2 separate regions of the Mus musculus genome follow, and region 1 is linked to region 2. Evidence: chromatin contacts called from public HiChIP or PLAC-seq data. All regions are on one chromosome and are shown on one strand. Each heading gives the region's core, a stretch centred on a gene start, on an enhancer-like site or on the middle of the called end of the contact. The rest is flanking DNA. Distances are from core to core; before and after follow the strand shown. Region 1 overlaps Src (Rous sarcoma oncogene). Region 2 overlaps Ghrh (growth hormone releasing hormone).

Region 1 (5,856 bases), core at 522-3,021, 130 kb before region 2:
TTGGTCAGGAGTCTGGCACTCTCCCATGCGAGGGGCCCCAGATTCTCAGCTAGGAAGAGGTGGGGAACATGCTGAGCTGAGAACAATGGCATTCTCCACCAGACAGACACCTGAACTTCTCTGGGCAGAGCAGGGGTTGATCAGAGGCCCCGGCAGCAGGTCTAACAGCCAGATCCTGGCCCCACCATTCATTCCTGTGACCCCACCACCCGGGGACCTCCAGTGGAGGAGACTCCCTTGTGACTGACTCTGGCTGCCTGGCTGTACAGGTCCCCACTGTCCTAAAAGGCGACAAGAGAGGAGAAAGAAACTGCACCCCAAAGGCGTGGAGGCTGCTGTGACCCCAAAGACACAGAGTCCAAGTCCCCAAGCCTTTCCTGCCTCCTGCCACTTGTGCAGAGACTCCCCACAGGGCAGTCTCCACCAGCGGCACACACTCCAAGGTCTGTGGCCATTCCTTCTCTCACCTCTGCCTCTATCAGCCGTGTGGCTCTGGGACACCATCCTTTCAGCGCCAGGGTCACACTGCTCCTCCTCCTGGCCACCAGTGCCACCAGCAGCTGGGGACAATGGGAACTCAGGGCTTCCCTTTAGGAGGGAAGGAGCAGCTGGCCACACTGGTGGGGAGGTACTAGGGAGGTCTCTTCCCCAGGGCGCCAGTCCAGGAAAAGAAGAGAAAGTGCCCAGGTCCCATCCTGGGCTTGCTATCGGTAGCCACATGACCTTGGACAAGGGCCTTCCTGACTTTGAGCCTCAGTTTCCTCATTCACAAAATAGAGCCAGCCCCTCCACCATTGCTGCTGTCCCCACCCCACCCCCCGGGGATCAGAGATAACGAGATGGAGGGGTATGAATGACAGTGACCGGTGCAGAACGTGGAACCTGCTCACTTTTGCCTCACACAACGGGCATCCCCTCCCTGGATCTTGAGGGCTGAATAGGAGTTCACCAGATGGATACAGGAGAAGTATTTCAGGCAAACGGAGTAGCATGCACGAGGAACGGGAGGCATGAGCAGCGAGACACGCCCAGGGAGACGGAAAGCCTACCTCTTTAGCCAGACCTTTGGGGCACTTTATGATGGATCCTCTCTACCCTCCAGAGCAGCTCAAATCAAAGTCCCCAAGCCTTACCTGCTCCAGGGAGAGGCCTCCACAGCCCAGCACATACCTCCAACCAGCAGCTGCCCCCCTCCCAGGGATGCTGCCCTTACCTGCTGTGGCTCACTGTCCTTCCTTGGATGGGCAGTCTGATAGAGACAGCCCCCTCTCCCGGGGACATCTTGCAGGGACCCCGGCCTGCTTCTATCCACCCCTGACCTGGTCTGGTGTAACCCACTCCCCACCACACTGCCTCCCTCCCTGGCCTACAGAATACACTGGGTCCTGCATGTAGCTGGCACCCAATGTGGAATCACAAATCAGAACAGGGAGGAAGAGAGCTAACAGGAAGGTGTGGGGAGAAGATGGAGGGTCGGCTCATACAGGTGGGATGCAGGGTAAGCTAAAGGGACGGGGAGAGAGCTGGAAACACACAGGGGCGGTGGAGGAAGCACATGCAGAGAGCAGCCCCCAGCCTCAGCGAAGCATCCCCCTCTACCTGGCCTCGGTACACACCTGACATCCACCTTCCTCCTAAGGGCCAGCGAGAGAGAAGCAGAGAGAAGGAGAGGCTGAGGTGCGAAGACAGGGCCCAGGACAAGGGAGGATACTGGTTGGGGTCTAGGGAGGGCCGCCACCCACCAAGAGCAGAAGCAGCCCTGTAGGCTCTGCACCGCCCTCTGCCGGCAGCTCTCGGTAAGACAGACCCACGCTCCCAGTGCAGTCCCCGCCAGGCCACTCACGTGTTATTGACAATCTGCAGCCGCTCCCCTTTCTTGAAGGACAGGTCAGTCTCTGTCCGTGACTCATAGTCATAGAGGGCCACAAAGGTGGTCACCCCACCTGCAGAGAAGGATGAGAGGTGTCAGAACCCTGCAGGGGCTGGGTCAGGCGCCGTTCTCACTCACCAGCCTGTCCCTGGGAGGAAGCTAAGTACGCTGTGCCTTCCTGCTGGGCTGCAGACTAGGTGTTCCTTATCTAATGAGTCTATTGACACAAGCAGAAGTCCCGTCCCCGTCCCCGTCCCCCCCGTCCCTGTCCCCCCCCCCCCCCGAGATCAGGCTCCCTTGCTCTGCACTCAGGGGCAGCACACAGAAGATGCCCCAAGCCCCACACTTAAGGGACTCTGCCTGTGTGTGTGCCTGGCAGCTCGAGGTTTCTGGTCCAAGTTTCAGGACCCTTCCCCTGATTCTCCCCTCACCCACAGCTGCTCCGTGGAATCCTGCATCCCACCCTCGGTTGCCCGAGGCTCCACAAATGCTTCTCAAATGATCGAATGGGTGTGTGGCTGCATGGCGGGAAGTGGGCTGCCCGTCCAAAGGTCTCACCACAACCAAGTTCCTGTGGTGGGATGTGGAGCTGGGAACCCCTACATCCCGTGTCTGCATTCTGCATGCAAGATGGTAGACAGGCCCATCTGAGGGGGCGAGGTTGTATGCACACCTGTATCTGTGTGTGCTCTGGCCCAGGTGTCTCTAGGAATTGTTGGTGTCTCCACTCAGTGTGGGTTCATGCCCAATGTGGGCATATAACATGGTTGAGTCTGGGTGGGATTTGTACGTGTAGGTGTGCAGCCATGCGTGTGGCTCTGTCTGAGCGTGGGATTTGCACGCATGGGCGTGCAGCCGTGAGTATGGCTCCGTCAGAGTGTGGGATTTGCACGTGTGGGTGTGTAGCCATGCATGCAGGAGCGTGAGTCACCCCGCTCAGCTCCTGGGCGGCAGGGCTGCCGCACCACACAGCGCCAGCAGAGGGCGCAGGGGCGCACTCGGGCCATCGCACAGCAGAGCCAGGAACAAAGGCTGGGCGGAGGCGGCAGCTAGTCCGTGGCGGTCCATCCCCTGAGGGCCTCAGGGTCCCCTCCCCTACAACCCTCTCCTTCAGAACCCGTTATATACTCTGAACCTGGGAGCCCGAAAGCGCCAGGAGCCCCGCTTTCCAGTTTACGAATCCTTCCCCATTCGCAGCCTCGGGAAAACCGAGTCCCCAGAACCCAGAGAGGGTGCACCACAGCTCAGGGACACACAGCAAGGGGGAGGGCTGACCTGCCAGAGGCCCCGCCCTCTGCGGGGAGGTGACGGTGTCCGAGGAGTTGAAGCCTCCGAAGAGCTTGGGCTCGGCCGCGGGCGGCACGAAGGCGGCGCTGGGCCCGCGGTGGCCGTCGGCGGAGGCGGGCTTGCTCGGTGTCTGTGAGGCCGGGAAGGCGCCCCCTGCCCCGTGCACGTTTTCCGAGGGCTCCAGGCTGCGGCGCCGCTGGCTGGCGTCCTTGGGCTTGCTCTTGTTGCTGCCCATGGTCCTGGCTAGGGGCGACAGAAATCCCCGAGGTAGAGGAGAGCCTCTGGGAGGAGACAAGCCACCCCACCCACTTATCGGATAGGGAAACTGAGGTCCTAAGAAGGGGACTAGCCACCCTGGGAGGACTCGTCTCATTACACCTGTCAAATGAATTGCTGGCACCTTAGGACACAGCTATGGAGAGAAGACATACCAGTCCAAAGTCCTGACTGCTGGACCCAAAGTCAGTTTCAGTCTTTCTTAGGCAGGGACACTTGAGTCATATCTATGTCCCCAGCACATAGGAGGGGCTCATTTAAGGATTGCTGAATGAATCCATGCCTGACAAGTCGTCTAACACTGGGGGAAGGTGCAGTACAGTACGGTGGCTTGAAGAAGGGATGGCCAGGCCTCCTGGTCACAGGACCTTTGCAAACACTATTCCCTGACAGCTTCACCTCCCAACTCAGTTTCCTTCAGCTGTCAGCTCAAAGTTACTTCCTGGGTCAGGCAGATGGCTACACAGGTAAAGGCACCTGTCACAGACACTGCTGACCTCAGTTCAATCCCCAGGACCCACATGGTGAAAAGAGGTGGACTGGGGCTGGAGAGGTGGCTCAGCAGTTAAGAGCACTGACTGCCTTTCCAGAGGTCCTGAGTTCAAATTCCAGCAATCACATGGTGGCTCACAACCATCTGTAACGAGACCTGATTCCTTTTCCTGATGTCTGAGGACAGCTACAGTGTACTTACTTACATATAAATCAAGAAAGAAAGAAAGAAAGAAAGAAAGAAAGAAAGAAAGAAAGAAAGAAAGAAAGAGGGAGGGAGGGAGGGAGGAAGGGAGGAAGGGAGGAAGGGAGGAAGGGAGGAAGGGAGGAAGAGAGGAAGAGAGGAAGGAAGGAAGGAAGAAAGAAAGAAAGAAAGAAAGAAAGAAAGAAAGAAAGAAAAAGAAAGAAAGGAAGGAAGGAAGGAAGGAAGGAAGGAAGGAAGGAAGGAAGGAAGGAAGGAAGAGAAACTTCAAGTCACATCCTTTAGGAAGGGGTCCTCAAATTCTTTCATGAGCCCCCAAACTACTGTACCCCCTTGGTTATATGTAGCCCCCTCTTCTTTTAATTCATGAATTGCTCCTGGTATGCACGGAGTGAGGTATACAGCAGGTGCTTAACAAACAACCAAATGATGAGCAGGGGGAGCAAGTCTGAGAGGTCCAGGGACCTGGATACACAGAGGGACCAAGTGAAAGGCCCCATGCCACCCGATGCCTGCTACCTTCCACATCCGTGCCCAACCCAGGAAGCTGGGCTGGGGCTCCCCTCTCCCATCTCTGCTCACCTGATAGGTAGCAGAGCTACCCCAGTGGATCTGGGGAGCAGACTGGGGCCTTGGTGCAGACACCAGCTGTAGTATCCGGGGTCTTGGCCTAAAGACCCTGTTGCACCTCTCCTGCTCCGTGTCCCTAGGCAAGCTGCTCCCTCTCCCTGGGTCGCAACATCCGCACCTGCAGAGATGCTGTGGGGTGTGGACATGAAAACCATTAGAGCTCTCACACACTCTCACACAGAGGATCAGGATCCCGCCAAAATGCCCTTTGACCTTCCCAAAGATCCTGTGAGTGAGAGGAAGTCAGATGGACGGCAGTTTGGAAGGCTCTGGAGCCCAATTCCCAAGTTGTACACTGGTGTGGCTATCGTCCCCTGTACCATGTCTTTCCCTTATGTGACAGAGCCATGACAAGACCAAATGGGGCCAAAGTCCTGCACACTAGCAGTCACTGGAATGTGTTCTGGATGTGCCACCAGGGGTTGTGGAGGAACCAACCACTCTTCTGGGCTGCAGGAGGCCTTGGCACCAGATCTCTCAAAGAAAGAACCCTGACAGGGGGCTGGAGAGATGGCTCAGTGGTTAAGAGCACAGACTGCTCTTCCAGAGGTCCTGCGTTCAATTCCCAGCAACCACATTGTGGCTCACAACCATCTGTAATGATATCTGATGCCCTCTTTACATAAAATAAAATAAATAAATCTTAAAAAAAAAAAAAAAGAACCCTGAGAGGAACAAGACTCTTCAGTTGTACTCGGTAGCAAGCTCTGTGGCTCCTACCCATGGGGACCCTGGTGTAGCAGTCAGTCCTATACCCTCAGAGCTGCAGACTGGGGTGTGGCTTAGGATGAAGCCCAGCCTCAGAGAATGTGGGCTGGGGAGACCTGCCCAATGGCTCCAGGGGTCACTAGATATTCCTGAGGGTCTGTCCAGCAGTGGGCATTCAGGGAAGTCCTGTTTCCATGGTAACCCATCCCTCAGGTCACAGTGCCCATCAGCACTGTCCTGAGACCTCTGCTGACAGATGGGTTTCCCCGCAGTCCAGTCCATCCACCCCACCTCCTTGAGGCTGTATAATTCCTGAACATCGGGTCCTTGACTTCAGAAGGACACTGAGAAACCATAAAAAATATGAAAACAGATTTTAAAGTGAAACCTA
Region 2 (6,421 bases), core at 2,267-4,766:
GGACATCCTACCCAGTGGTGGCCCTCACTGTTTCTCCTTTTCAAACCCATAGGGAGAGGATCCAGGAACAAAGGGCCAGGCTCAGCCGCCAGGAAGACAGCATGTGGACAGAGGACAAGCAGATGACCCTGGAGAGCATCTTGGTAACCATGCCGCAGAAACACAGACAAGGAGTGGGGAGGGCACAGGTGGGGGGAGGGCGGGAAGGGACGGCACAGGTTGGAGGGGCAGAGAGAGATTTTTTTTGGTTTGGTTTGGTTAAGACAGGATTTCTCTGGGTAGCCTTGGCTATCCTGGAACTCACTTTGTAGATCAGGCCGGCCTTGAACTTAAAGATCTGTCTGCCTGCCTCTCTCCCAAGTGCTAGGATTAAAGGCAGGGCCACCAGCATCCACCTGAGAGAGATTTTTTTCTGGGGATTTTAGAGACTTCCTTCCCTCGGGGATCCCAAGAAAATCAAAGAATCTCATTTTTTCTCACAGGTGTGGGGCCTAGTCTTCCAAGCAAAGGGACAAGGCCCTCTGCACCCTAAGCCTCAGGGATAGGGAAGGCTATGTGTGAGGGGACTGCATACTGGCCATTGCAGTACAGAGTAAGAGGCCAGGCTCAGTGTGTCTGAAATATTATCAGTGCTTTTGACATGGATCTCAGACCCTTAGTAGGTTCTCCCAAGGGATTGTTGTGGGTGATATACAACAGGTACCTCAGACCCCCTGTAAAGACCCATGCGCCTACAATGCCCAAGACAGGCCGGCTTTCCCTAGCCTGCCCGGCGCTGACAAGACACACACACACACCGTCATCAGAGGCTGAGCTGATCACAACGGCCCCTCCCCATCTCCCCGGTCCTCACATCCTCACCAGGAATCAGGGAAGATGAAGGATGTTTCTCCTTTTTACAGAAGAGGAAAAACGAAGCTAAGAAGAGGGAGGGTCGGAGAGAGGGGCAAGTCCAGGCTGTCTTTGTCTACCCTGGGATGTCTTCCCATGCGACCTAGTTCTAAAGACTGACTGTAAACTGAGCACATATACTTTGAGCTGGGACCCTGCTCCCCCAGCAGCCTAGGAAGCAAACCCAGTTCCAGCAGAGCTGCCCTCACCTTCCTCCCAACCTAATCAGACACCCAGAGCTGGAGCGCTCACCAGCTTCAGCCCGGGCGTAGGGGGTGTACTGAACCTTACTGAAGGCAGGATGGAGACTAGCCCCAGGGCTGGCTTTGGATCTCTCTGCCCACAATTTTCTCTTCTACAAAAGGAACAGGTGAACTGTGTTCCCTTGTAAGAACTCAAAGGCTAGAACCACAGGAATGTTGCCTCTAAGAATTCCACCCAGTGGCTCTCACCAGGAGAGGGGGTAATCTCCCTCTGGAGCCCAAAGAGAGATGGCTACAGATCCTTGTCCCCTCCACATATTACAAGGGACCTGAGAGAGGTAGAACTTGCTGGCTTGCGCCCTGTTACCCCATATTTGGGAGGTTAAGACAGGAAATTGATAGTTCGAGGCCAGGACTGGAGAAAGGACTCAACAGTTAGGAGTAGTTGCTGCTCTGGTCCTGCATCCAATTCCCAGCACCCACATGGTGGCTCACGACCATCTGTAAGTAGTCCCATGGGGTTGAATGCTCTCTTCTGGTTTGCACACACGCATGCAGATAAATCACCCATATACATAAAATACAGGCACGAATAAATCTTAAAAATAAAAAGTTCCCTGGCCAGCTTGAGCTATAGTAGGAGACCCTGCCTCAAAATAAAATATACATGGAGTAGAAGAGAACAAATTGTGCCCATTCCCTCTGCTAACCCTCCTGGGAGGAAGCTGACCTTCTGGTTTAGCCATTCTCTTACCCTGGAGACATCCATCCCATGGACTCTGAGTGTGAAGGCCCAGGCCAGGCATCAGCTGTATTCAGATCACCCGGTCGCTTCTGCGCTCATTGGAGTCTGCCTCACAGAGGCAGGGAAAGAGTCCCACTTGTTCTTGTGAGGTTGGCCACTCAACTTGTGACCAACAGAATGGTTTGTAGGGTATGGCACATGGATGTATGGGAAGAAGCCGGTCCTGTCTAAGGGTCAGAAGGGAAGTGACCAGCCCAGGGTCTCAGTGGCAGCCAGTTAGTGGGGCAGGGAGTAAGCAGGCCTCTACATGGTGCAGCCATTAGCATCTTTCCAGCCCATGCTTCCTGTCTCTGGGAACCTGGAAGTCCTGCCCCTGCCTGGAACCCCAGTCATCTTGGTGGCTCAGGAGCCCTGGCATCTGGATTGAGTGTCTCTTTCTTTCTGCAGCAGGGATTCCCAAGGATGAAGCCTTCAGCGGACGCTTGAGCCCCCCGAGCCCCAAACACAACTGTACCCTGTTACTTCTGCTTCAGCTCTGACCTTTTCCGTCCTCTGTAAATACAATAAAACCCCCATTCTCATCTGCACTTCAGCTTCCTTTATTGTCAATCTGATTTTTTTTTTTTTTAAAAACATGGCTTATATGGTTATTTCTCCCAAGTAGCATGATGAAATATAATGGTGCAAAACAGCTGGAGCTGGAGAGGCAGCTCAGCTGGTAAGGTTCCTGCTGTGCAAGTAAGCATGAAGATGAAGAGCTCAGATCCCAGCACCCACAGAAAAGCCAGGCATGGGAGTGCGTGCCCGTGGTGGCAGAGATGTGGAGACCAAGTAAGACGGGTCCCTGAGGCTCACTGGCTAATTAGTTTAATCTAGTCTGAGAGTACCGGTGAGAGGTCTCAGAAAAAAAGGTGACTGTCCTTGGCTACATAGTAAATTCCAAGACAGTCTGGGCTACATTGGACACTCTCAAAACAAACAAACAAACAAACAAACAAACAAACAAACCCGAGTAAATTAAGCCTTAAAAAAATTGACAACTGTGAAACCTGGATGACGGGATGTCTGGAATGACTGATTAAAAGTGTAAAAATAACCCCAGCATTTAAAATCGAATGGGACTCCTAGCTCTTGGTTTTCCCAGCCAGCCTAGTTCATTGCCAGCAGGAAAGGGAAGCACGTGGCGCTGCAGCCAGGTCTCCTATCTCCCACCTGCTCCCCCAGAGCCTGGGCAAGCAATGGAAAGCGTGGGAAGTGCTCTGCAGGAGGCCTTTCGGTGGCCGGTGGAGACAATGAGAACAACGGGAACAAAAGCTCCTCTGGAGGAGAAGGCTAGCCCAGGAGGGCAGGCAGAGGCAGGAGGCGGGGAACCTGCCAAGGTCTGGGACAAAGAGGGAGCTGAGCTGAAAGGGAGACTCTCCCCACCTCCCTTCCCGGCCCCACCTGCTCATCTCTTTCCCTGCCCTGTCCCAACAAAGGCGAAAGCTCGGGGCGCTCTCCACTTTCAATTAGTTTTTCAGATGAAATAATGGCCGCTGAGAACCAAGGCTACTTGTGGGTTTTGAGGTGAATACAATTACAGGAGGGCAAATCCATTGCAGCCACCCTGGGCTTTATCTCCATTAACTGGGACGCTAGTGGCCGCTTAAAAGACTTAACTCCTCCCCCTAGAGAAGCTCGCTCCTGAGGGGCCCTACTTAAGACTAAGGGCTACTTTCATTGCACTAAAGATGTTTTCTAATCAATGGAGGACTTGTCCCTTTCATTAAGTTGGCATTCACAGGGAGACTCCCCCCACTGCTCCCTACAACTGACCGTTGGAGGGGCCAGAGGCCACTTACAGTTCCACCAACTGTCAGGTGACTGGTACCAGGTCACACATCCAAGAGGGAGCAAGCCCAGGGCTGTGTGTGTGTGTGTGTGTGTGTGTGTGTAGTATGGGGTGGTGATCGCTCTTGTATTGCTGTAAGGTTTCAGGCCCCTCAGTACTATGAACTGGGACATGAAGTGAGGGCACAGGTCAACCTGGAACAAACCGCATATGGGGCTTCTGGTCACAATGGAGGTGCTCATGATTTATGATGGGCCACACCTGATTGCTACCTGTGAAACCATCATCAAGTCAAACCAACCAGAGAGTCAAAGGGTTGTGCCTGGTGGTTCGTGTTTATAATCCCAACACTGGGGAGACTGAGGCAGAGGGTCATGGGTTCCAGGCCAGCTTGTGCTACCCAGTGGGATCTTGCCTTACCAAATACTTAATAATCCTTAGGAGCGGGGGGGGGGGGGGGGGGAAGGACTCATTGGGGCGTGAAGGCATGAGAACCCCAGGGCCCATAAAAGTCGCCAGGCACTGTGCGGCTTTTACACTCCCAAAAGGAGGGAGGAGGAGATGGGCAGACCTGGGGTCTCGATGGCCAGCCAGCCTAGCCCACTTGGCCAGCTTGGAGTTAAGGTGGTGGAGAGCTGCCCCATGTGGGTGCTGGAAGCTGAATGTGGGAGTCCTCTGTGGGAGCAGTATCTGCTCTTAACCACTTCAGCCCCTCAAAATCCAGGCTTTTAAAATAGAAATTCTCCCAGAAAAGAACATGTGTGTGTGTGTGTGTGTGTGTGTGTGTGCGCGCGCGCTCACGGAGGCCAGGGTTAACTTCAGGCACCATCTGACTGACAGGCACGAGCTCTAGGATCTTGCCTGTCTGTCTTCCAGTGTTGAGATTGCAAGCATACTCAGTGTTTAACTATAGGTACAGGGCTCACCTTTCTAGTCCAATCGTCTCAATGTTGAAATCTAGTTGAAATGTTAACCACCATGGACAAAACAAGATGCTTACAGACCACTGCACAGGTCTGCAACCCTTGGGAGAGGTGAGGTCTACAACTGCAGAATTCCAGATAGAACTATTCCTAGAGTTCGAGAATCTCTTTCCCTTCCCCATCTAAAACCCTCATTTCCTCACCACGGCAAAACCTAGTTAGGCTGGAAAGCAACCTGTAGACGCCAAGTTTAACAAAGCCGCTAAGACGGATAGCTCTGCCTCGTCTGGATCCCATGTTCCTCCTGGTTCAGCCTCCTGTGTGGATTACAAATGAATGTCACCACAAAATGTATCACGTTTCAAAAGCACTAAAGACAACGGGGCAAACTAGTCAAACACATTTGTGTGTGGGTTTGCCTGCCCATGTGCGCATGTCTTGCTAAGGCAGGGCCTCTCTGTGTACTCCAGGACAGGGGGACTCCCACCTTGCAGTAGGAGTGTTGGGATAACAAAGGTGGTCAGTCAGTGCTACGGTCTGAATTAGAGTCCTTCCAAAACCATGCTGAAAGATCCCCAATGCATTGTACTAAGAGGTGGGTGGCTCACACTAGTGTATAGATTATTACCTCTATTCAAGGGCCAGGGGAATTAGCTAGGCTAGCTGCTTTTTTGTTATTCTGTCACTGGGAACACTGATACGGCATTGACATCAACATCATCTGGAAGTAGCAGTCTCTCTTACTACTTACCAGCTCTGCCAGCGCCTTCTAGTTCTTAGGACTATTGGGTTGCCTATCTGTCTGTCTGTCTGTCTGTCTGTCTGTCTGTCTATCTATCTATCTACCTTTCTATCAATATCCACACACCAATCTACCTTTTTATTTATAAATTATCCATCCATCCATCTATTTTATTGCTTATAAATCATCTTACTGCCTGTAAGTGCTCTATTTTACTGTCTCTAAGTCACCTGCTGCTTTGGTGCATTTTATCACAGAAGAAATGGACCGAGGCAGTCAGCTTTTTATTGACAAAATTTTAACCCTTCTCTACACACCAAGCCCAAATGTTCAAGGCAAAAGCCTAGAGCAGGTCTTTTGAAGAGAAGAATCTTCAAAGACAAGCAGGGCTCCTACAAAGTGTTTGCTACTGGAGCCGAAAGGACACAGGCTTTTTCTAGCCACTTTTAGTACTTTTAAGAAAGGGGTGAGATGGCCCAACTGAAGACTGCTGAGTCTTCATATCACACATGCAAGGCTCCATCAACACTGGGAGTCCACCATTCTCTTTATTCCAAAGCTGATGATGAATTACAGATTTCAACTTTTCAAATACAACATCTGGGTAGCCTGGGATATTCACAGCATCTTGCCAGGCATCAAGACAAAGGGACAGACAATCTGGGCCCAAACATGTCTGCTCTGTGAAGCAAAAAGTGAGAAACAAGTAAACATGTAAGCACAGCTCAGCTTTTCTCTTTTTAACGAACAGGCATCTCCTCCCTCCTGTTGTGTCCCCAGTTCTTCCTTTCACACCATGAACTGTCCCCACTCCTTGTTAAATGTTCATTTCAGCCTTCAGGGTCTTCAGACTTCTTCTGGAACTAATGTGCTGTTCTGGAAGGAAACGCAGACAGACATACAATCACTGATGGTTTAAAGCACAGTTACAGTTCTTACGTGGGACAACAGGGAGACTAAGTCATTCTCCCACTAGAAGATGTGATTGACAAGGGGACAGCCTGTATCTACTGGTTCCACTTGTAAATGCCCCGTCTCATTTCAAAAAAATAGCTGAGGCCCATGATGACCTGAAAACCATGAAGT

What was found. HiChIP or PLAC-seq counts read pairs in DNA pulled down with a chosen protein or histone mark.
Region 1: a contact with region 2 is called in an H3K4me3 HiChIP or PLAC-seq map of embryonic stem cells, with 75 read pairs. The contact joins two enhancer-like sites. A contact is called at or near these places in 1 of 39 promoter capture datasets (embryonic stem cells), 2 of 15 datasets of contacts at CTCF or cohesin (embryonic stem cells and large pre-B cells), 50 of 484 Hi-C or Micro-C datasets (3T3-L1-derived adipocytes, 8-cell embryo, the AML12 cell line and 37 more), 27 of 115 datasets of contacts at active chromatin or transcription factors (the 230-238 cell line, Th17 cells, bone marrow-derived macrophages and 18 more) and 4 of 9 other capture datasets (adipose tissue, liver, macrophages and 1 more).

Annotation. Positions count from the first base shown.
Region 1 is chr2:157,454,621-157,460,476 of GRCm38.p6, reverse strand. It overlaps Src (Rous sarcoma oncogene), which reads right to left. Exons shown (of 15, transcript NM_009271.3): 3 at 4,710-4,886; 4 at 3,146-3,400; 5 at 1,844-1,943; 6 at 1,617-1,634. The coding sequence starts at 3,392. Among named protein-coding and RNA genes, the nearest start is that of Src, 33 kb to the right of the region's middle. Within about 2 kb of position 1,771, at least 169 of the 459 cell types and tissues checked have an H3K27ac peak or open chromatin away from gene starts, as enhancers often do. A contact at or near this core is called in embryonic forebrain, embryonic stem cells, epiblasts and 6 more, where this site is marked.
Region 2 is chr2:157,325,501-157,331,921 of GRCm38.p6, reverse strand. It overlaps Ghrh (growth hormone releasing hormone), which reads left to right. Exons shown (of 5, transcript NM_010285.3): 4 at 53-143; 5 at 2,287-2,426. The coding sequence ends at 2,325. Rpn2 (ribophorin II) reads right to left here. Exons shown (of 17, transcript NM_019642.4): 17 at 5,604-6,211. The coding sequence ends at 6,199. Among named protein-coding and RNA genes, the nearest start is that of Ghrh, 18 kb to the left of the region's middle. Within about 2 kb of position 3,516, at least 44 of the 459 cell types and tissues checked have an H3K27ac peak or open chromatin away from gene starts, as enhancers often do. A contact at or near this core is called in embryonic forebrain, embryonic stem cells, epiblasts and 6 more, where this site is marked.